Linked DNA regions of Mus musculus: regions 1 and 2 are each linked to region 3. A link is a contact called in public Hi-C data. All regions are on one chromosome and are shown on one strand. Each heading gives the region's core, a stretch centred on a gene start, on an enhancer-like site or on the middle of the called end of the contact. The rest is flanking DNA. Distances are from core to core; before and after follow the strand shown. Region 1 holds the start of Nde1 (nudE neurodevelopment protein 1). Region 2 holds the start of Mcm4 (minichromosome maintenance complex component 4). Region 3 holds the start of Ufd1 (ubiquitin recognition factor in ER-associated degradation 1).

What was found. A called contact is a pair of places that touch in the nucleus more often than the background predicts.
Region 1: a Hi-C map of CD8 T cells shows a contact between it and region 3, with 4 times the contacts expected there. The contact joins the promoter of Nde1 here to the promoter of Ufd1 in region 3. A contact is called at or near these places in 3 of 484 Hi-C or Micro-C datasets (CD4 T cells, CD8 T cells and muscle stem cells).
Region 2: a contact with region 3 is called in a Hi-C map of CD8 T cells, with 10 times the contacts expected there. The contact joins the promoter of Mcm4 here to the promoter of Ufd1 in region 3. A contact is called at or near these places in 2 of 484 Hi-C or Micro-C datasets (CD4 T cells and CD8 T cells).

Annotation. Positions count from the first base shown.
Region 1 is chr16:14,161,883-14,164,582 of GRCm38.p6, forward strand. It overlaps Nde1 (nudE neurodevelopment protein 1), which reads left to right and starts at 1,393. Exons shown (of 9, transcript NM_023317.2): 1 at 1,393-1,486.
Region 2 is chr16:15,636,097-15,638,796 of GRCm38.p6, forward strand. Mcm4 (minichromosome maintenance complex component 4) reads right to left here and starts at 1,304. Exons shown (of 16, transcript NM_008565.3): 1 at 1,015-1,304; 2 at 525-686; 3 at 90-253. The coding sequence starts at 1,084. It overlaps Prkdc (protein kinase, DNA activated, catalytic polypeptide), which reads left to right and starts at 1,770. Exons shown (of 86, transcript NM_011159.2): 1 at 1,770-1,946. The coding sequence starts at 1,793.
Region 3 is chr16:18,810,951-18,813,650 of GRCm38.p6, forward strand. It overlaps Ufd1 (ubiquitin recognition factor in ER-associated degradation 1), which reads left to right and starts at 1,344. Exons shown (of 12, transcript NM_011672.4): 1 at 1,344-1,467. The coding sequence starts at 1,465. Cdc45 (cell division cycle 45) reads right to left here and starts at 1,022. Exons shown (of 19, transcript NM_001358206.1): 1 at 565-1,022; 2 at 355-414. The coding sequence starts at 615.

The DNA of each region.
Region 1 (2,700 bases), core at 143-2,642, 4.6 Mb before region 3:
TAACTATGCCTTTCTCTGGCTTCCCAGTCTCTAAATAGTCTTCAGCAACATTTGGCATCTGAAATTCTGTTTCCGTTTACTGTATTAACCCTTTAAGATCAGATTCTTTGTCTTAGTCACCAGGTTGTAAAATTACCTGTGCCTAATAGTATTTAATAATTAATGAACAATTAATGGCTTAACGTTAAGAAATTATTATTAGCTGGGCCTGTGATCCCACTGAAAAATAAGGCTAAGGGAATACTCAGAAATTTGAGGCCAGCCCAAGTTACATAGGAAAAGTGTTTCAAAAAAGGAAAAAACAAGGGGCTGGAGAGATTGCTCAACAGTTAAGAACACTGATCTCCTAGAGGTCAATTCCTAGCAACCATATGATGACTTTTTTTTTTTTTTAAAGATTTATTTATTTATTATATGTAAGTACACTGTAGCTGTCCTCAGATATCCCAGAAGAAGGCATCAGATTTCGTTATGGATGGTTGTGAGCCACCATGTGGCTACTGGGACTTGAACTCGGGACCAGTCGGGTGCTCTTAACCCCTGAGCCATCTCGCCAGCCCTGTTTGTTTGTTTTTCAAGACAGGGTTTCTCTGTGTAGCTCTGACTGTCCTGGAACTCACGCTGTAGACCAGGCTGGTCTCAAACTCAGAAATCCGTCTGCCTCTGCCTCCCGAGTGCTAGGATTAAAGGTGTGCTCCACCACTGCCCGGCTTATTTACAAAGCACTGCACAAAGTCTTGTAAACTTATTTATTTAGCTCGGGGGGGGGGGGGGGGGACGACGACGACGACCATTTTATCCACGAGTAATTAAATACCTTGTTTCAAATACACATAGCTAGTAAGCGGCGGAGTTAGGATTCAAAGTCAAGTTCTTTCACATTAAACTATTCTGTCTCAGAAGAAGCCACAACAGTTAAAGATTCTATTTGGGGTGTAAAGTTGTGGAATAACAAGGGTCCTGTGGGCTGGGCGGAAGTTTGTCGTTCTCTATGCCTGTTTTTGTCTTTGTGCATTCTGGGCTAGTATAGCATTTTTGGAATCGGGTAGGGCACTTACAAGTGTAACCCAATATCAGCTATTCCTAATGCCCGGGTTTCTCCGACCAATTGCTCCTTTGTCTATTCTTGGGCAAGAGCAAGAGCAGATAAATGCAACCAGTGTGAAGGAGAGGCGTGCGGATGTTCCAGAGTGCGTGGCACGGCGAGTACCGAGCCGCCAGCAGGCCCTCTCCACGCCCGCCTTCCGGGCCAGTGGCCTGCGCCTCCTGCGGCCCCTCCCGCCCCCACCGAGGCTTGGCCCAGCCGCGCCCGGGCCTAGAGAGAAAAAGTTTCCAAACCTCGCTTCTTTGCGCTGATTGGCCGAGTCAGACGCGTCCCGAGAGCGGCAGCCAATGGGAGGCGCGCACCGCGCAGTACCGGCGAGGCTGGAGGGCAAGAAAGGCCTGCCGGCCCGCGCCTCGCTGGAATCGTCGCCGCCCGGGCTGGGTAAGTGGAGCCAGGCTGCGGGCGGGTCTCCGCCACGCCCGCAGCATCCATCCGACGTGTCCCCCACACCTGCCCTCCTCAGCTTTCCACCTTCCATCCGTGAGCTCCGCCGCTCGCCCTGGCCAACTCCGTTCCTCTTCTGCTGGCTGCTTTTCTATCCTCGAACGTCCTCAAGACCCATGCCCACGCCGCCCCAAGGCCCCCGAGTTCTTAGTCTGCCCCTTCACCCCACAGTTTCCGGGTCCCCAACTGCTGCCGCACGGATACCAACCTATATCCAACCTTCCCCTCGATGCCTATAGGTCTCGGCCGCTGGACGTTTCAAATTTCCCTAGACAGCACTTTGGATCGGATAAACTTTATCCGACAAAGGGTGAGAGTGCTTACCCCACACCTTGGATGTTGGCCCAGCTCACCTCTACCTCTTTGAGGTCCTGGGCAACCCGGAGTCACCTTGACTCCGGAGCGACTTCATATTTCCTAAATCATCTCGACTTTTTGCCAGGTTGTGCATCCTTCTGCGCTTTAGCCGGATCCTCGCTCAACTTCTCTAGCTGGGTGGAGGTTTGTAATTGGCTCTGCCACCTGTTTCTGTGTATTGTGTGTTAGGATAACATTTTAGGACTCAGAAGGGGTGCTTTTGAAGTATAGTCTGATAGAAACTACTCCAGAGCCTGAGGGTATCTGACCACGCACTTCTCTTCCCCAGCACACTGGTATTCAGCCCGTTTTGAGGTTTAAGTAATTCCCCTTTCAGAATTCCATATGGAGTTCAGTAAGAGGAACTTACAGAACTATGACCAACCCTCCAACCCCTCTGAAGTCGCATGTCTTTGTACTTAAGCAGCAAGAAGACAAGCTAGGCTTAGTGACTGACTCTTGATGTGTTTGACCTGGAACTTGCTCTATAGACCAGGCTGGCCTCGAACTCAAGTTGATTCTCTTGCCTTTGCCTCCCAAGTGCTGGGATTAGAGGTGTCCACCATCACCTGGCTCCCATTCACGTCTTGTTTATTTGAGAGAGATATAAACTTGGGCTGGAGAAGGGTATTGGTTCATTCGATATTGGCATCGAGTATTGGTGATCAGCTTGGCTAGCTTTCTTCACTCAGACATCACTTTATTTCTTTCCTAGAAATTTGAAATTAGAGGTGTGTGACTTGTGTGTGTTCTCAGACAGTTTTGTAGACTTAATTTTGGGGGACTCCTCCCAA
Region 2 (2,700 bases), core at 54-2,553, 3.2 Mb before region 3:
ATTGAGAAAGCGAGGATAGAAACATGTTAATGGGATGACCTACTTTATGCTCTCAAGGTAACACCATCAGAGATCTGCTTTGTACTCACGCCATCAGACTGCAGATCCACCTGCAAACCCTTTCGTGCTGAGCCCAGATCTGGCCTCTGCCTTACAGGTGTGCCTCTCACCCCACTTCTTGGGGTTCCTTCCACTCGCGAGCTGGGAGTGCCATATGTCAATGGTGAACTAACATCAAAGTCCAAAGGAATAGCTATAAAGACAAGATATTTAGCTTTACCATGAAATCCCCATAAGCACATCAAATCCCAATTCCGGAATGCTGTTTGACAATTTAAACAGAATACTTTACTGCAATCTTTCATACCCCAATTGTAGTTCTACTATAAAGTATGCTTTCTTTGCTCACTAGGTCCTAAAATGTACCAACTCTGCTTCTCTCCTCAGGTGTTTCAGTGAAGAATCTATCAGTACACACAGAATAATAGCAACTGGTAAACCAGCAAAACCGACGGCTGACCCACCTAAAGAATGCATCTGAGGAGGGCTGGAAAACAAGGCATTCTGTGCAGGTGGGCTCTGCAGGTCGGCTCCTGGTGAGGTGGGCATTGGCAGTAGCTCTCCGGTGGAAGAATCTTCGCCTCTACGTCTCCGATTGGGTGACGACCTGCTTTCCTCACTTCGAACTTCCGTCATACAAAACAAAAAAGACGATCAACGCTCAAGCTTAGTCTTCCAGGAAGTGCCTTAGGGTAGTCATATTACTTAAACAAGAACACCCCCCCCCCAAAACCCTCAAACTGGAACAGAGGGACAAGGTGTAGGAAAAGGTGGGTCAACTGAACTGACCACGCCAGACTGCCTGGAGACGAGAGCCCAGTATGTGGGTGACAGAGGCTACTATATGCTCAAGGCCTGTCAACCACACACCAGGCTCGAAGGACTCAGGACTTTCCACAGTGCTGCGGGAAGAGACACGAGGCGGAAAGGGGGCAGATGAAGGAGGGAACTCACGGGACTGGGTTGGGGTGACTCGTCCGCGTCGGCTGCTGCGGCGGCTCGGGGTGGATGCCGGGGACGACATGGTGCTGTGGTTGCTGCGCGACAAAAGAAATCTGGCTCTCAGTTGTCCCGCTCCGGGACCTCTCGTACCTCGGATCCGGGTTAGTTGCAAACGCGCACAAAACGGCGAGTCAGGGTTCTGCGCCACCCAGGAGAACGTTCCTGGGCCCGCAGGGTGAAGCGATTCCCGCCAGCCGCTCTGTCGTCACAGCGACCGAAGACGCCTGGCCAATCAAAGAGGCAAGCGCGCGTAGCTCCGCCTCCGGAAAGCGCCGTAAGTGAACTCTGAGAAAAGGTTTCCGGCCAATCACAGCGGCAAAGGCGTGTAGCTCCGCCTCCGGAAGGCGCCACTGCAAGCCGGAGGGGGAGTTCTCGACCGCTACCTAGGAATTACAGCCTAGATTCACTTGCACGCCCCTCGCCTTGGATGGGCCAGCCTGCAGCGGGATTGCGTTTTGGCGGGAAACCCGGGGCCGGCACAACTCCCTTGTGTGTTTACATTTGCGTTGTCCCGAGTGCAAACACCAATCTGTGATATCTCCGCATGGTTAGACTGGTTCTGTCCCTTTGCATTCCGATGTGTACATGTTAAACGCTACAGATCTGCAGGCCGGTGCGCGTCTTCACCCCCCCACCCCCGCGAGAGTATAAGGGAGCAGTTCCGGCTGGGCCTTCAGGGAAGAGCTGGCTAGAGTGCTGAGACGCGCATGCGCGAAGCGGTGCCGGCGTGATGGCGGAGGAGGGAACCGGCGTACGGTGTTGGCTACTGCAGCTGCAGGAGTTCCTGTCCGCAGCAGACCGCTGCAGTGCTGCCGGGGCCAGTTACCAGCTGATTCGTAGTCTGGGGCAGGAGTGCGTGCTGAGCACTAGCTCTGCAGTGCAGGGTGGGTAAGGTCCCTAGACGCAGGGCTCAGCGTTTCTCTCCGTGGTGCGTGTAGTCAACGTCCCGTAAAGTTTATGGAATTGGTAGATGTGTATACTGCTCTCTTCCTAGTATCTGAGGAAGATGCTTTAAAACAGGTGTTGGAAAATGACCACCAAGTTTGGTAGTCATTTTTATCCAAAGTTGGATGAGAGTGCAAGATGGAAGTATTTTCTTCCAGAATAAACTCGCTTGAACTCAATAGGACCTTGACAAAAATCCTTTTTTCGTTGCACCATGTTTTCAGAATAATTGCAAAAATTAATGAAAGTCATGCAATTCTGTAGACATTTTTATTTTTTAGGTTAGGTATTTCCTATCTTGGGCTATAGCCCAAGATAGTCTGGAATTTACTATGTATGTAGAACAAGCCTTCAAATACTGGGGTTATAGATGTGAGGTACCACACGTGCCTTGCTCTTTTTAACCATTTAGTAATTGATGTGTTAAAATAGAGGCTCGAATCTGAACACAGCACACTGGGCCAAAAACAGTTCCACGTGTAAGAGGTTTGGAGGGGGTGGCAGAAAGAGAAGGCGCAGAGAGAGAGAGAGTGAGAGAGGGAGGGACATTCCCTTTATTTATATGGAAAATGACAACACAGGTAAAGGTGGGAGGTGAGCCAAGTGGATATTCTGGGAATATGGTGCCTGATGTCTTGGCAACAGGTCTGCTGGCCTTGCTGTCGCCTATGTGATGTCATAGGTTTGGGAGGT
Region 3 (2,700 bases), core at 94-2,593:
CTTCTCTAATAGACTCGGGGCTCCTGTATTTCCTGCACTCCCTATTATACCACTCCCCACTGTCACATCTCCTCTCTCAAATTCCATCTTTGAGAGGTCATTTACAAATTCAAAGATTTCAGAAGTGAAACCATTTTCACTTGGGTTACTGTATAAAACACTACGTACTTGTCTCACTGTTTGCACTATACTTCTCTCTAGCTCCAGTATAGGTCAGAGAGGATATTTTGGGTTCCTCACCTCCTGCCTGCTCCTTCTGGTCCCTCCCCTTCTGTGACCTACCCCCTGCTGGGGCCAACCCTGATCTGTCACCTCTCCCTCCTGTCCTACCTTCCTAAGGTATTCAAAGCTCACCTGGAGGATCTTGCAAGCACACAAGGCATCCACGTCCGAGGCCACAAAGAGAAGGACCCTCTGTAGAAGCAAACGTGGACAGATGAGTTGAACACAGGGACGCTAAACTCTGTGGCAACTCTCTGACCTCCCGGCCCATCCACGGACACTCGCCCTCTTCTCCCCAGCCCCCAGATAAGGTTTGGATCAGGATCGTGGAATGGGAGTCACCTGGTTGTGGACCGTCTCGTAGAACTCCTTGCGGAAATCGGTCACGAACATAGCCACAGCGGCGGATACCTAGAACTGGCGCTGAGACACGGACAGCCCCGGAGGTCGTCAAGACTCCCGCCAAATCACAGCTCTTCTGATTGGTCCACGCCAGCAGCCAATAATTCTTAGCCTTTCCTCCTTTCTGATTGGTTCCTACTGGGGACAGCCAATAATGCTCTGCTATTCGCAGCTGGATAAGACCCGCCCGTCCCTCAAAAAATGAAACATCTTTCCTCAGGCTGCGAACCTTGTTGCCGGTGTTGACGCTAACGTCCAGTCACCCAAAACCACCTATGTTTGGCAGACATCTTTACTTCGGGAAGGAAGGTCTATTATCTGACCCTGGCATACTTAGAAAACAATATACTCTTAGACATAAAGTAAATTCAGTCACACATTATTTGAATGTGTTTCCAATAAGTTTCCAATACACGGTTCGTCGAATTAGAGTGAGCTATAGATTACTTCCGCCCGAATCCATGATGGCCGGGATCAACGCCGGAAACTCTAGCTGCATTCTGGGTATTGTAGTCCGTAAGGAGAACGGCTCCTATCAAGTTGTTTGGAAGAGAGTACTATCTAAACATTATAAACAGTCGCTATCCTGTGAAATCAATTATCAAGTGTTTTAATGTTTACTTTAAGTAATATTCAAACCTCAGGCCTTCCCATGACTTTCTGTTTTTCCGCCGCTGACTTCAGGCCTCCGTACCCCATCCCCTGCGGTGTTCCGTCACTTCCGGCGAGCCTCTCGCGGTTTCTGGGTTTCAGAGCAGTGGCCTGGACTGCAAAGAGGGAGCTGTGGGTTTTTATTGTAAGGTTCAGGAAAAGAAGCGGCATCACCAAACGCTGTCAGTCATGGTGAGTTGACCGGGGATCGCGAACCGGATGATGCCAGAGTTGCCCCTGGAGCTGGCAGGGAGGGCCTGGACCTGGTGGCGGAGGTGCCGAGTCACCCGGGCCTGCGTCGGGCCCCGACACTGTCCCGAGAGCTTCTGTCCCAAGTGGGACCCATAATTACGAGCCACCTCTTTTCTTCTTAGCTTGTCCGAGTCATGACTCGAATGCCTTTCGGCGGGACAGCAGCCCCGAGAGTAAAAAGGAACCTGCTACTTTATGTCGATAGTTCTCATAAGTGCTCGACACGCAACAAGTTTCCATGAACTCGGAGTTAACTGGAGATTTCTTGGGGGAGTGGCGCGAGGGAGGAGAAAACGAAGGACATTAAGCTCAGCCAAAGTTCCCTGACCTTTTATTTAGTAGAAATCATGTCTTAGGCTGTATGTCACGTTGTGTTCATCACGTTGTGATAACGACAATAGGTAATATGTAGTGCGCCTTTTTTCTATCAACGTATACTTATTTAATTCCTGCATTCCCCATGGAACATAGGTACGTAGTTATTATATTTACCGGTAGAACTAAAACTTAGAGAGGTGGTACTCAGGAAAGTGAGGCTCAGAGGTTGGAAGTCAAGTCCATCCGGCTGCAGTGATGTCTCATCACTCCTGTATATAGTGTTGACTCCGTGCCATTTGTTTGTTTGTTAAAAACAAGAAGTGATTATTAGATTTTTATCCTGAGTGTCACAGTAAGTCCCTGTCTAAGTTCATTTACATAACCAGCACTGAGTGTTTGATGTGTTAGGCATAAAAGCTTTAAAGGAAGTAACATGGATGATAGAAGCTCATGTTCATTGGTGGCTGAGTTGGAAGGATACCGTTCGGGTGTTGCATACTTCATGTACGTTGTTTATGTTCCAGAGAGAAGCAGTAGGTTAGATGGATGGCATAGGTGAAGATGCTTTGACGAGCACACACCCCCCACCCCCCAACCCCATGGCTCAAAAAAGGGCTTTGTGGGTTATGCACCTAAGACTGAGTCACACAGTTCTGGTACTTAAAGAAAAAGATAAAAGACTGAAGCACGCCTTTAATCCCAGCACTAGGGAAGCAGAGGCAGGCAGATTTCTGAGTTCAAGGCCAGCCTGGTCTACAAAGTGAGTTCCAGGACAGCCAGGACGATACAGAGAAACCCTGTCTCGAATAAACCAAAAAAAAAAAAAAAAAAGACTGAAAACTTGTGTACTAGTAA